Regions from separate parts of the Callithrix jacchus genome. Here region 2 is linked to region 1. Evidence: chromatin contacts called from public Hi-C data. All regions are on one chromosome and are shown on one strand. Each heading gives the region's core, a stretch centred on a gene start, on an enhancer-like site or on the middle of the called end of the contact. The rest is flanking DNA. Distances are from core to core; before and after follow the strand shown. Region 1 overlaps LONP2 (lon peptidase 2, peroxisomal). Region 2 overlaps N4BP1 (NEDD4 binding protein 1).

Region 1 (5,194 bases), core at 392-2,891:
TTAGTTTCTACAAGGGAAAAATAACTGAAGCAGCTAGCTTCTCATATATTTTTTAGCATAGTATACCAGATATTATGGTTTGCCCACTATTCTTCTTTCAGCTTGTATTTGCATGTAGCTCTTCTTTGCTTCTCTAAAACTTAGGTTTATTTTAAGTCCTCAACCCACGGCTTCCTCTGTTAGTATAAATGCAGTCAGTCATGATTTTACTCTTCTCTAAACTGACCACCTATTGTGCTCCTTTATAGAATATGGGCCTCTGGCATTTCTACCATACAGCTGTAGAGATGAAACATGAATACGTTTATAAAAAGTACAAGCTTTCTCAGGCAGGGGATTTATTGTATATCTTCTTTATATACCACATGGTGCTTATTTAACATGGTGCTAAACATGGTGAGTGCTCGATAGGTGTTTTGTAATTCATATAATATTATCACATAAAATTTTGGAAGTTATGCAATCCTTTCGATGATTACACTTATCCAAATTAGTCTATAAAAAGATTTAGGAATGACTGCTAGAAGAAGAAGAATTGCATTTGTTTAGACATGCTATTATACATTAATATCCCAGTTTCTTAAAGACACTTTTTCTTTTTGAGATCATTAAGATCATTTTTAAACTGATTACATTTTCCTGTTTGAGATGCACATGCGCGCGTGCACGCACACACACACACACACACACACCCTCACTTGGTAGAAATGTGAAAAATAAAAAGAAAAAAAATTCTCATGTTTTTCTACCATACAAAGGTAATCACTGTCAGTATTTCATTTTGTTCTGCCAGACTTACTAGATTTTAAGTAACAGAATTATAATCCTGTCATTTTCACCTAATATTATAACACTTAAACTCTTTTATATTCCAGATTCTTTATAAATTTTATTTTAATGGTTTGCATTATAGCCTGTGGAAGCCCTTTAATTGACTAGGTAGAAAAAGTGGATGGTGAAATGACGATGTTTTTCTCTGTTGCCTGCTATAAAAGTCATTTGTAAAAGTTGCTTCCATGAGGCAGAAATGGAAGTGGGACTGAAATTCAGGTGTACTGATTTCTGCTCTTGTACTTTTTCCAGGAAGCCAGAAGTAGACTTTAAGTAGCTGTTGCTAATAACCATGAGCATCACTGGAAAGCTCACTGTGTGCCAGGCACTGTGCTGTGTGCTTTGCCTGTGTTCTCTCATGATCCTTATGTTAATATAACCCACCAGGTTGGCACTGTTATCCCTATCTTATAGTTAAGGAAACAGAGGCTTAGGTCAAGTAATTTGTCCACAATAGTATTCAGAAGCTTGTGCTATATAACCTTAAGAGTTACATAGTCAAACCTGAAAAGCTGCTTTGAGTGCTGGTATGATGGTGGGGAACAGCCTTACAGCTCTATATCTAGCCTCTACTCTGTGGTAAAATCCCATCTGTGTCATAAAAGTACCCACTGGCTCTTTAGAGGAGGCTATCATACCTATGAATAAAAACTAGGTCATAAGTAAGCATCAGATGAATTATGGGGCCAGTAAATGCTGTAGGCATTGCATTATTAGAGCAATTACTTTTTGAGAGGTGGTCAGAAAAAGTCTCTTAGAATTGTTGGGATTTATATAGGCAGGAAAAGAGGTATTAAGGGCAGGAAGACACCATATTAACAAAGGTAAAAATGTTTAAATGGCGTAATAGGATCTTGATTGTGGATGAAGCAAGAAAGTAATGGCAGCAAGTTGGGAAGACGAATGGGGGCTGGATTGTGAAAAGCCTCAAACTCCAGACAAAGGAATTTGAACTTTATTCTGTAGGCTCTGGGAAGCAATAGAAAGTGTAAGAGGAATTGCTTGTATACAGTGTGACTAGAATCCAGGATTCCACTTTTTTTTAGAAAGGGTACCTGCCTAGAATATTATTTTCTCTGTGACTTTAGATGTAGAATTGTCAGTACCAGTTTTTGAGATTTACTCATCAAAAAAGGAAAGGCAAATAAATAACTGCCGCAAAAAATGAACCATTAGAGGCTTTGAGATTCTTTTAAAAATTCCCTTCCCTACCTCTCTTAAAAATCACAGTAATGGCAAATCTGTAAGTTCTCTATAAAAATAATTTGATAGACTTTATCAATTCTGAGTCTTGTCTTTCCTGTACCTGATTCTGAAATCTTGAATGTGCTAATTACTTATATTAACAGGATAATGTTTATTGTATTTGGTTCCCATGCCTTGGTCAGTTTTCCCTGATGAAAGGCATTCCCATGATGTTTTTAAGGCTTGCTTGTCTTTTCAAAGATCACTCTTATTTACTCTGTCCTACTTTATACCAGTCATGTGGCAGAATTGAGGCCTGCTCTGTGAATCGGCTTTGTGCAGATCATGAGATAACTGCGGCTGTTCCACTAATCATTGATTATTTTCTCCTAGGCAGTCAGGCTTTTATGCCTTTTCAGAAACAGCATTTGCTTTGCACAACATAGACATCAAGGTTGTAATTAAAATTAGTAAATTGCTGCTTTGAGTTTTGCTGTCTCTGTAAAAAAGGCACCTGTTTTGGTTTGATACACATGTATGTTTTTATTTCATGCCACACTCTATATCTGTCATAATTATGTGGGTGATTCTTGTCCAAATATGAAAAAGCCGCCTCTCACATTTTAACACTCAACAAAATATATGGCTGGCTGAACATAGTTAATGTCAATCAGTGCATATGCGATTAATACAGTTTTGTTCAAAAGGCCAGAATAATGGAATTCTGTTGTAAATACTATTGACCCCAGATCCTCTTACTGTAATTAACAGATTATTACCTCTGAAAATAAAAGATACTCAAGTTTTTCTTTGTTTGTTTGTTTGTTTTTGGTCTACATTCTGAGTGACTCTTTGAACTGATTTAAATCTCCTTCATGAAGATGATGATGTTTTAGCTGGCCTTGGGGCAGCCATTTCAGTGTGTATAAAGGTGGTTGTGTTGGGTAGGGGGATGTTCTGAAAAATCATGGAAACCATGGAATTCATAGGGTACTTCAGACATTTTGGAATCCTGAAGAGTAAGAACCGTAACTGGTAATTCAAGTGTTGTATTTCATGGGCAACTTGCAGCCAGAATTAGTAGAAGATTAGAATTGAATGTAATAACTTTCAGTCTATCATAGTGCCTTTTAAATACATAGTACTTCTTTGCTATATTATTGTGATGGCTGAATGGTCTTTTCACATTCCTATGTTTTTATTTCTAAATGGTGTCCCTCCTGCCTCCTGACATCTCACACTGTGAATGTGCCTCTTGCTTACTGTAGGCGCACCTATGTTGGCAGCATGCCTGGGCGCATCATCAACGGCTTGAAGACTGTGGGAGTGAACAACCCGGTGTTCCTATTAGATGAGGTTGACAAACTGGGAAAAAGTCTACAAGGTGATCCTGCAGCAGCTCTGCTTGAGGTAAGATTCGGAAAATTCCCTGTCTTCATACTGGAAGACTATGGAGAAGAGTTGATCATTATATTCAGGTGATATACACAGTGGTGTAGCTTTAGTTATGGGAAAAATAGTTGGATACTGGCTGAGGGCTGAGCAATTTGGCATTTAAATTAAAATGTTTTTAAGATTTCTTTCACTAAGTCCCCTCGTTTCTTTTTTTCTTTTCCTTTTCTATTTTAATCAAATAGTTTAACAAAATTTTGTGCACACTTATTATCTGGAGACCTACATAGTTATGACAAAAAACAGCAAGGAAATCTCCTTCTCCCTGGGGTCCCCCATGTGCTCGTCTGCACTTGACCTCTTTAGCTTTTAGTTGATTAATCCCATTTTCAAAATAGCATGGCTTTCTTGCACTTCTTGATATTTTTGTTTTAGTTTTTGTCATTTTTCTATAGACCACCCCCAACAGGAGATGAAGATTTTTACCATTTTCCTTCCCTTTGTCCCCACTGTATCATTTTTATACCCCAGATCTCTCAAAATGAACTTTATCTTATTTCTGTTCCATCCATATTAATATTTACATTATTGTGATTATGTAAATGCTTTTCACGTTAGGAACCACATGGTAAACTATGATCATTTTTTCTGTTCCTGTTTTTGTTTTTCTCTGCATGTCTTAAAAATCTTTTTAGATTCAATTGTCTTGTTTCTTTTGTTTACTTTTTCAACAGTCGTCTGATTCTGTCAAGACATTTAGACGCTTTAGGTGTTCTATCCATTTTGTCTTCTTAAGCTTCCGGTCTGAACTAGTTGTTTTTGACATCCAGTTTTATGGCTGCCTTCCTAGGTTCTCCTTCACCTCTCACTATATTGGATTTCCCATCTCCTGTATTCCATTTTCTTGCTCTTTCTTGGTCCATTCTCTCATTTTTGTGGTGTTAATTCCCTCATAGTTTCCTGAGGAAGCTTGCATGAGTGGCAAATGTTTTAGACTTTGCATATCTGAAAATGTCTTTATGTTTCCCTCATACTTGATGAGTAATTTGACTGAGTATAGAATTCTGGTTGGAAAGAATTTTTCTACAGAATTATACTTTGCCTCCATTTTACTTCACTTTCCCATTTCCAGTGTTGCTGTTGGTAAGACTGATTCCATTCAGTTCCTATCCTTTGAGACCTGTTTTATCCTGAAAATTTTCAGGTGCTTCCCTTTATCGTGGGATTCTGAAATTTCATAGTAATCTGCCTTGACATGGGTTGCTTTTAATGCATTTTTGCTCATTCTTTTAAGATTCTTTGAATTCTTCCTATTCTTTGGTTCTAAAATTTTTTCTTAAATTTTTTAATGCATTTTTGCTCATTCTTGAATTCTTCCTATTCTTTGGTTCTAAAATATTTTCTTAAATTTTTTTATTGATGATTTTTCCTATTCTTTTTTGGAACACCCATGACTTGGATGTTAGGTTTCTGACTTTGTTGTTTTTTCTCTCCCGTTAGTCGCCACTTTTACGTTTTGCTCTACTTTCTGTGCAGATTTTCTCAGATTTATCTTTTAAAACCCCTCTGAGTTTGTTATTTCAAAAAGTTGTTTTCTCTGCATGTTATAGTATCCTGCTCTTATTATATAGTTGTAATATGTCTTATCTCTGTAAGACAGATACTTACAGATTTTTTTTTTTTTGAGACGGAGTTTCGCTCTTGTTACCCAGGCTGGAGTGCAATGGCGCGATCTCGGCTCACCGCAACCTCCACCTCCTGGGTTCAGGCAATTCTCCTGCCTCAG
Region 2 (5,626 bases), core at 269-2,768, 280 kb after region 1:
TTCCCGAAATGAAGCGGAAGGTGGCTCTGATGCATGCACGGGCTCACTCCCGACAGAACTTCTGCAGAACTGGTCAACTTCTTTTAACAAATATGCTCTTGGCAACCTCCCACAGGAACAGGGCTGGACACAGGCCCACAACACAGGAAGTGGGGAGGCAGCTTCCTTCCACGGCCTCGCCATGCCCTGAAGACTGACAGCCTTGACCCAGGTCTGTCTTGGGCCCTCAATTCTTTTCCCTGAAGTGGCGAGGGATCTTAGGCGCCATCCTGGCTGCCGAGTCACCTCTGGGGCAGCTGTGCCTTTCAGGGAGGTGGGATGGCCCACTGGAATTCAAATCCTAAATCCTGGACATCTTAGCTTGAAAGCAAGTTCCTGAGCATCTCTATACCTCAGTTTCTTCCTCTGCAAAATGGAGATACTACCAGCAGCATGTCAGGAGTGTGGTCAGGATTAAAGGAGACAGAAGCTTGCCGGGCACATGGGTGGTGAGGGCGTGGCGCTGGCTGCTGGGCTCAGCTTTCTCAGCACCCTGCGGGCAGGCAGTGGCTGCATCCACTTCCTCCAGGTGCTTTCTCTGTTGATGGCACCCAAGGGACTCTCCTGGGGGCCTGCCTTGTTCAAGGAACTATGCCCTCTCTAGACCACAGGTGGACTTCCCACGGCCCTACTGAGGCACTGCAAGAAACTTAGGCCCTAACCTAAGCACCCTCATCATTGGCCCAGAGCAACAAAGGAGTGCATTCAGGACCTGGAGATAAGAGCCGGCTGGTGGGGGTGTGGGATGACCTGGAAGGGTGGTGAATAGTTATATGAGCATCTGCAGGGTTGCTGATTAGAGCCCCAATAGCAGCCATTGAGTGGGGCTCTGAGTTGGGCACAGTTCTAGGCACCTCACAGGTATTTACATGCTTACTCCTCATGTCACCCTTGAAGTAAAAAGCATTATTTATTTATTTATTTATTCATTTATTTTGAGACGGAGTTTCGCTCTTGTTACCCAGGCTGGAGTGCAATGGCACGATCTTGGCTCACCGCAACCTCCGCCTCCTGGGTTCAGCCAATTCTCCTGCCTCAGCCTCCTGAGTAGCTAGGATTACAGGCACACGCCATCATGCCCAGCTAATTTTTTTTTTTTTGTATTTTTAGTAGAGACGGGGTTTCACCATGTTGACCAGGATGGTCTCAATCTCTTGACCTCGTGATCCACCCGCCTCAGCCTCCCAAAGTGCTGGGATTACAGGCTTGAGCCACCGTGCCCGGCCGAAAGCATTATTATGCCTGTGTTACAGATGAGGAAACTTAGTTTCCTTAGTTTCTTCGAGATAAGGAACTACGTTTCCTCATCTGTAACACAGGCATAATAAAATAATGCTTATTTACACTTCTGAAGTGTACAGAAAGTCAAACTCCAAATCAACAGTGCTGGCATCTGCCCAACTAGGAAACCGGGCAAAAGAACTGCTGTCAAGGGGACTGAAGAGGCAGCGGGAGGGTGCTGAGTCAAGGTGGCAGGGGACAGCTCGAGCACCAGGCCAAGTTCTCTGCTGAGGGGCCCCAGATCTGAGTTTCAAGTTACTCAACTCCAATGGTGGAGTATGCTGGTCGGCCTCTCCTAGCATTTTCTGACTGGAGTGGACACTCCTGAAGCCCCATTTGTATATGTCTGTGGAGCTTTTCCCACTCCGTCTGCAAATCCTTGCTAAAGACAGTAACACATGTTACTCAAGACCCTCAATTTCAAGGGATGTAAATCCAACTGGAATGACCAGCTTAAGCAAAAAGGGAAGTGTGTTAGAATACTGGGGTGTGGCGACATCTGAGGAAGGGCTTTCCCGACAACAGGAACCCGGAGCTCATGCTGCCAGAAACCTCTCTCACGTCTCCACTTCTTTCCTGTCACAGGCCGGCTTCCCCCAGGGCAGAAAATGGCTTCTGAGAGATCTGGGCCTGGCATCCCGTGATTCCCACCACCATAGAGGAACTCCCCAGGAGTGACTCGGACTGGGGTAGCTTGGGCCAGGTGCCTGCCCTGGCTAGGAAGACTGAGGGCACCTGGTACGCAGCCCACTCCAGGCGCCCCTCCCTGGACCCGTGTGCCCAATATGCCATGTGCTGGAGCCTGGCAGAGGAGGGAGAAGGGAGTGGAGTGACCCCAGCAGAGCACCAGCCCACTTTCCCACACTGCAGTGTGGTAGATTCCTGGCCTCTTACTGGTCCTGCTGCCAGATGCCGCAGTCAAGAAGGCACTGTTCTCCAGTTCACTTAGGCAGACATTTATTGAGCACCTATCAAGTGCAAGGCTCTGTGCTAGGCGCCGTGGGAAATACGGAGAACACAGGCGGTCCTTGCCCGCGAGGAGCTCACAGTCTAGAAAGGGCGGCAAGACACAATACATGATCAGCGGCTGTGGCACCAGCCAGGGCAAGTGCCCAAAGCAAGACACAAAGTGCTGTGCGGTCACAGAACACCATGGGGCTGCTTCTGGCAGAAGCATTGGACAAGGGGACGAGGAGGACTCAGGCCAGGCCTTTCAGGAGGGAAGTCATTTGGGAGAAAGGCATTTCTAGTGGAGAGAAGTCCAACTGCAGAGCCTAAAGGTCATGGGAAACGTGTGGCCACAGGGAGCGTTTGGGTGGGGCTAAGTGGACAATCAAATATGGCCGGGAGGTGGACAGCCATGGACATTAAGCTCAGGGGCTATGAACTTGGTGCTCTGGTTATCTGCCATTGCAGATCACTTTGCAGAAGTGTTTCTGGAAGGTCAATCTGGCTACACTGCAGTGTCTGGACGGTAGAGGGCAGCGCTACAAGGGGCTGGCCAGTCAGGGCTCACTGCCCCTGGGTGTCAGCATGAGGGCAGAGCAGGGAACCTCATGGAGGGTGGGTGTGGAAGGAGGGAGGGTCCCTGTGCAGGCTGTGGTTCTCGGGAGCCTGAGGATGCCAAGGGGCTTCCCAGTGGAATGGGAAGTACACTCCTGAAGGGCAGGGCCGGAGGTCACTGCAGAGAGGGGACAGTGGGGAGAGGGACAGTGTGGCCCTAAGGATGAGTGAAGTTTCTCAACATGTGGTCCAGGGATCATCTGCACGGGAACTGCCCAGGGAACACACTCAATTGCAGATTCCCGGGCCTTCCTCCATAACCACCGGGCAAGCATTTGCCGGGTTGTGCCCGGTAACCTGCATTCTTAACACCAGCTGGCCTCTCCACCAGGACCCCCTCTGCAAACCACCTGCTGAGGAAGAACAGGGTGTTAAGGACTGGCCTTTCGGCAAAAAGAGTAAGAGAGGTCTGGGAGAGAAGTGGTGGGAAGCGGGGACAGTCTGGTCAACAGCAGCACGCGCTGGGGCTGTGACATATACCAAGACAGCTCCAGCGCGGCCTTGCAGCCAGGCACTGGGCTGTCCCCAGGGGCCGCTCTCAGTCCGCTTTCACTTGGTGGTCAAAAGCCACGTTTGCAAACTGAGTTGGAGAGTGAGAGATGAGGGGAAGCACTAGCAAGGAATGGAGAGGATTATTCCGGCAATCAGGCTGTTTCAATCTAAAACATGTGAGATGTGTGGCAATGCTGGGGGGATGGCGGGGAGAAGAGGGTTTCTGTGTGTAGATCTGAGTCTTCCCTCACATCCCACCATGTTACAACAAGCCTGCATGGGCATGAGGCCAGCTGTCCCCTCACTACTTTTGAAAGCCACCCAGGCCTGAGTCCCAGCCACACAGCCAAGCCTGCCTAGCAATGCTGACCTGCTGTCCAGGATGGCCCAGACACTTTCTGTCTCCTGACTGCAGCCTACAGGGGCTCAGACTGCTTGCAGAAAAGACAGACAAGAGACAGCGGCCTGGAGCTTAGGGAGGAATGTAGGCCTGGGAATTACCCGCCCCCCTAGGACAACCTCTCTGAGCATCAGACATCCTGACTGTTGAATCAGGGTGAGTGACATCTTTGCCTTGTCAACTACTTTCTGTGGATGCCACGAAGCAGGAGAGCCTGAGCAGTGGACAGGGATGCAGCGGACGGCCCCGCTGCAGGAGGTAGACAGGCTACAGACACTTACACAGCAGCCACACTGAGGCTAGTACTGGAGGAGGCTGAGAACCAGTCATGAGTGTTTTTTAATGGTTTGATAATTTGGGTTTTTAAATATTAAATTTAAACCTGGGGGGTTTTAGAAGGAATAATTCCGTCTCATATTGTAACTAATGAAGGGAAGTCATGAGCTCTTTTCTTATCCTTCCTTCCCATAGCCAAGAAAGGGAAAGGGACAGGCCAATCACTCCAAAGTAATAGAACACAGACTTACAGAAGCCAAACATCAAGGGTCGAGTAGCTTCTAGAGCTGGGAGAAGTGGTGACCCCCTCTGCCTAGCCAGCACCAGCCAGCATGATGGAGACTCAGTCTGGCAGTCAGGGAATCTCCCGGGTTTCTTCTCTGAAGCAGAGGAGAAACAGTTGGGTCAGCCAGGCTGCTGAAACGGACCGTGAGAAAGAAGGCCAGAGTTGCTGCAAGACAGCCCCAGCCTGCACACCTCAGCTGTGCTTTTGAAATCAGGTGCAAAGCTGAGGCATAGGAGCTGTGACTGAAGTCTTCCTCCTGGCTGGCCTCATCTTTTACCCCTGCTTCCATAGCTGGGTGACTTGGCCACTGGCCCAAACAACAGACAACCGGTTCCACATCAGGAGGTATCACAGGCATCTAAGAGGAACATGATTGAAGTACAAGCCTGGCCTCCTAGAGGACTCTGGATTCATTCCTCAAAAAATGCAGCGATCAAACAAAACCAATAAACAGTCCTGGTGGGAGCACTCCGGGATGCCCCCCAGTCCCCTCACTGTGAACAAACCAGCACTGACTCCTTAGCCTCCGCTCTTCAGGGCCAGGAGAGAGACACGATCCACAGGCAGGCAGGAAGCCGACTGTGAGCAGCCTGGGGACGCAGGTGTAAAATACAAAGCCCTTTGAAAGTTTAGACAATAAGAGTAAAGATGTTAAGATTGTCCAGGAAAAGAACTTCACTGACACTGCATTTAGATAACACTGAAAACAGACAATATTAAGATATCAATTCTGAGAAAGACTCACAGGAAGGGCTGTCGAGGACACTAGAGAGACAAACACAGGGAAAATGAATACAGGGTCTCTGGGACCCCCCACAGAAGCTAATAATGCTATTTATTGGCTTGGGTCATTTTTGAGAATAGAAAACCGTTTTTTGGCAAAGCTGTACAAACTCCACATTGGGGCATCTCCTGCAGTTGAGGACACATGATGGCCACAGTGACAGGGCTCTTCATTCAACTTGCTTTAGTGTTCAGAAGCTAAGATGTGACTTCCAGAGCTACAGGCATGTGGGGGCACTAGCCTGCAAGGGTGTCGAGCCCTGGCTGGGGAGCCTGCTGCCTGCCCGGCCACTCCTCAGCTGTGGCTGTGGGCATGCCTGGACAGCGAGCACACTGGGCCATCCCCTCTAGCACAGGGTGGAAGGGGAAGAAGGGTGGGACTCCATGGGCCCCACTTGTCTTCTAGCCGTGGTATTCTGTGAGTCTAACTTTGCTCTGGTCATTCACCACAGCTAGGCACCAAGTGCCATCTAGTGGCACCGCGGGTCCACTTTCACAATGTTCCA

What was found. Hi-C and Micro-C count contacts between places; a contact is called where the count stands out from the background.
Region 2: a contact with region 1 is called in a Hi-C map of skeletal muscle, with 3 times the contacts expected there. The contact joins two enhancer-like sites. A contact is called at or near these places in 2 of 3 Hi-C or Micro-C datasets (both in skeletal muscle).

The regions. Positions count from the first base shown.
Region 1 is chr20:5,965,995-5,971,188 of calJac240_pri, forward strand. LONP2 (lon peptidase 2, peroxisomal) reads left to right here. Exons shown (of 18, transcript XM_035281945.3): 8 at 3,285-3,426. Among named protein-coding and RNA genes, the nearest start is that of ABCC11, 33 kb to the left of the region's middle. Within about 2 kb of position 1,642, at least 3 of the 16 cell types and tissues checked have an H3K27ac peak or open chromatin away from gene starts, as enhancers often do. A contact at or near this core is called in skeletal muscle, where this site is marked.
Region 2 is chr20:6,249,888-6,255,513 of calJac240_pri, forward strand. N4BP1 (NEDD4 binding protein 1) reads right to left here. Exons shown (of 7, transcript XM_002760925.6): 7 at 2,261-5,626. Among named protein-coding and RNA genes, the nearest start is that of N4BP1, 75 kb to the right of the region's middle. Within about 2 kb of position 1,519, at least 7 of the 16 cell types and tissues checked have an H3K27ac peak or open chromatin away from gene starts, as enhancers often do. A contact at or near this core is called in skeletal muscle, where this site is marked.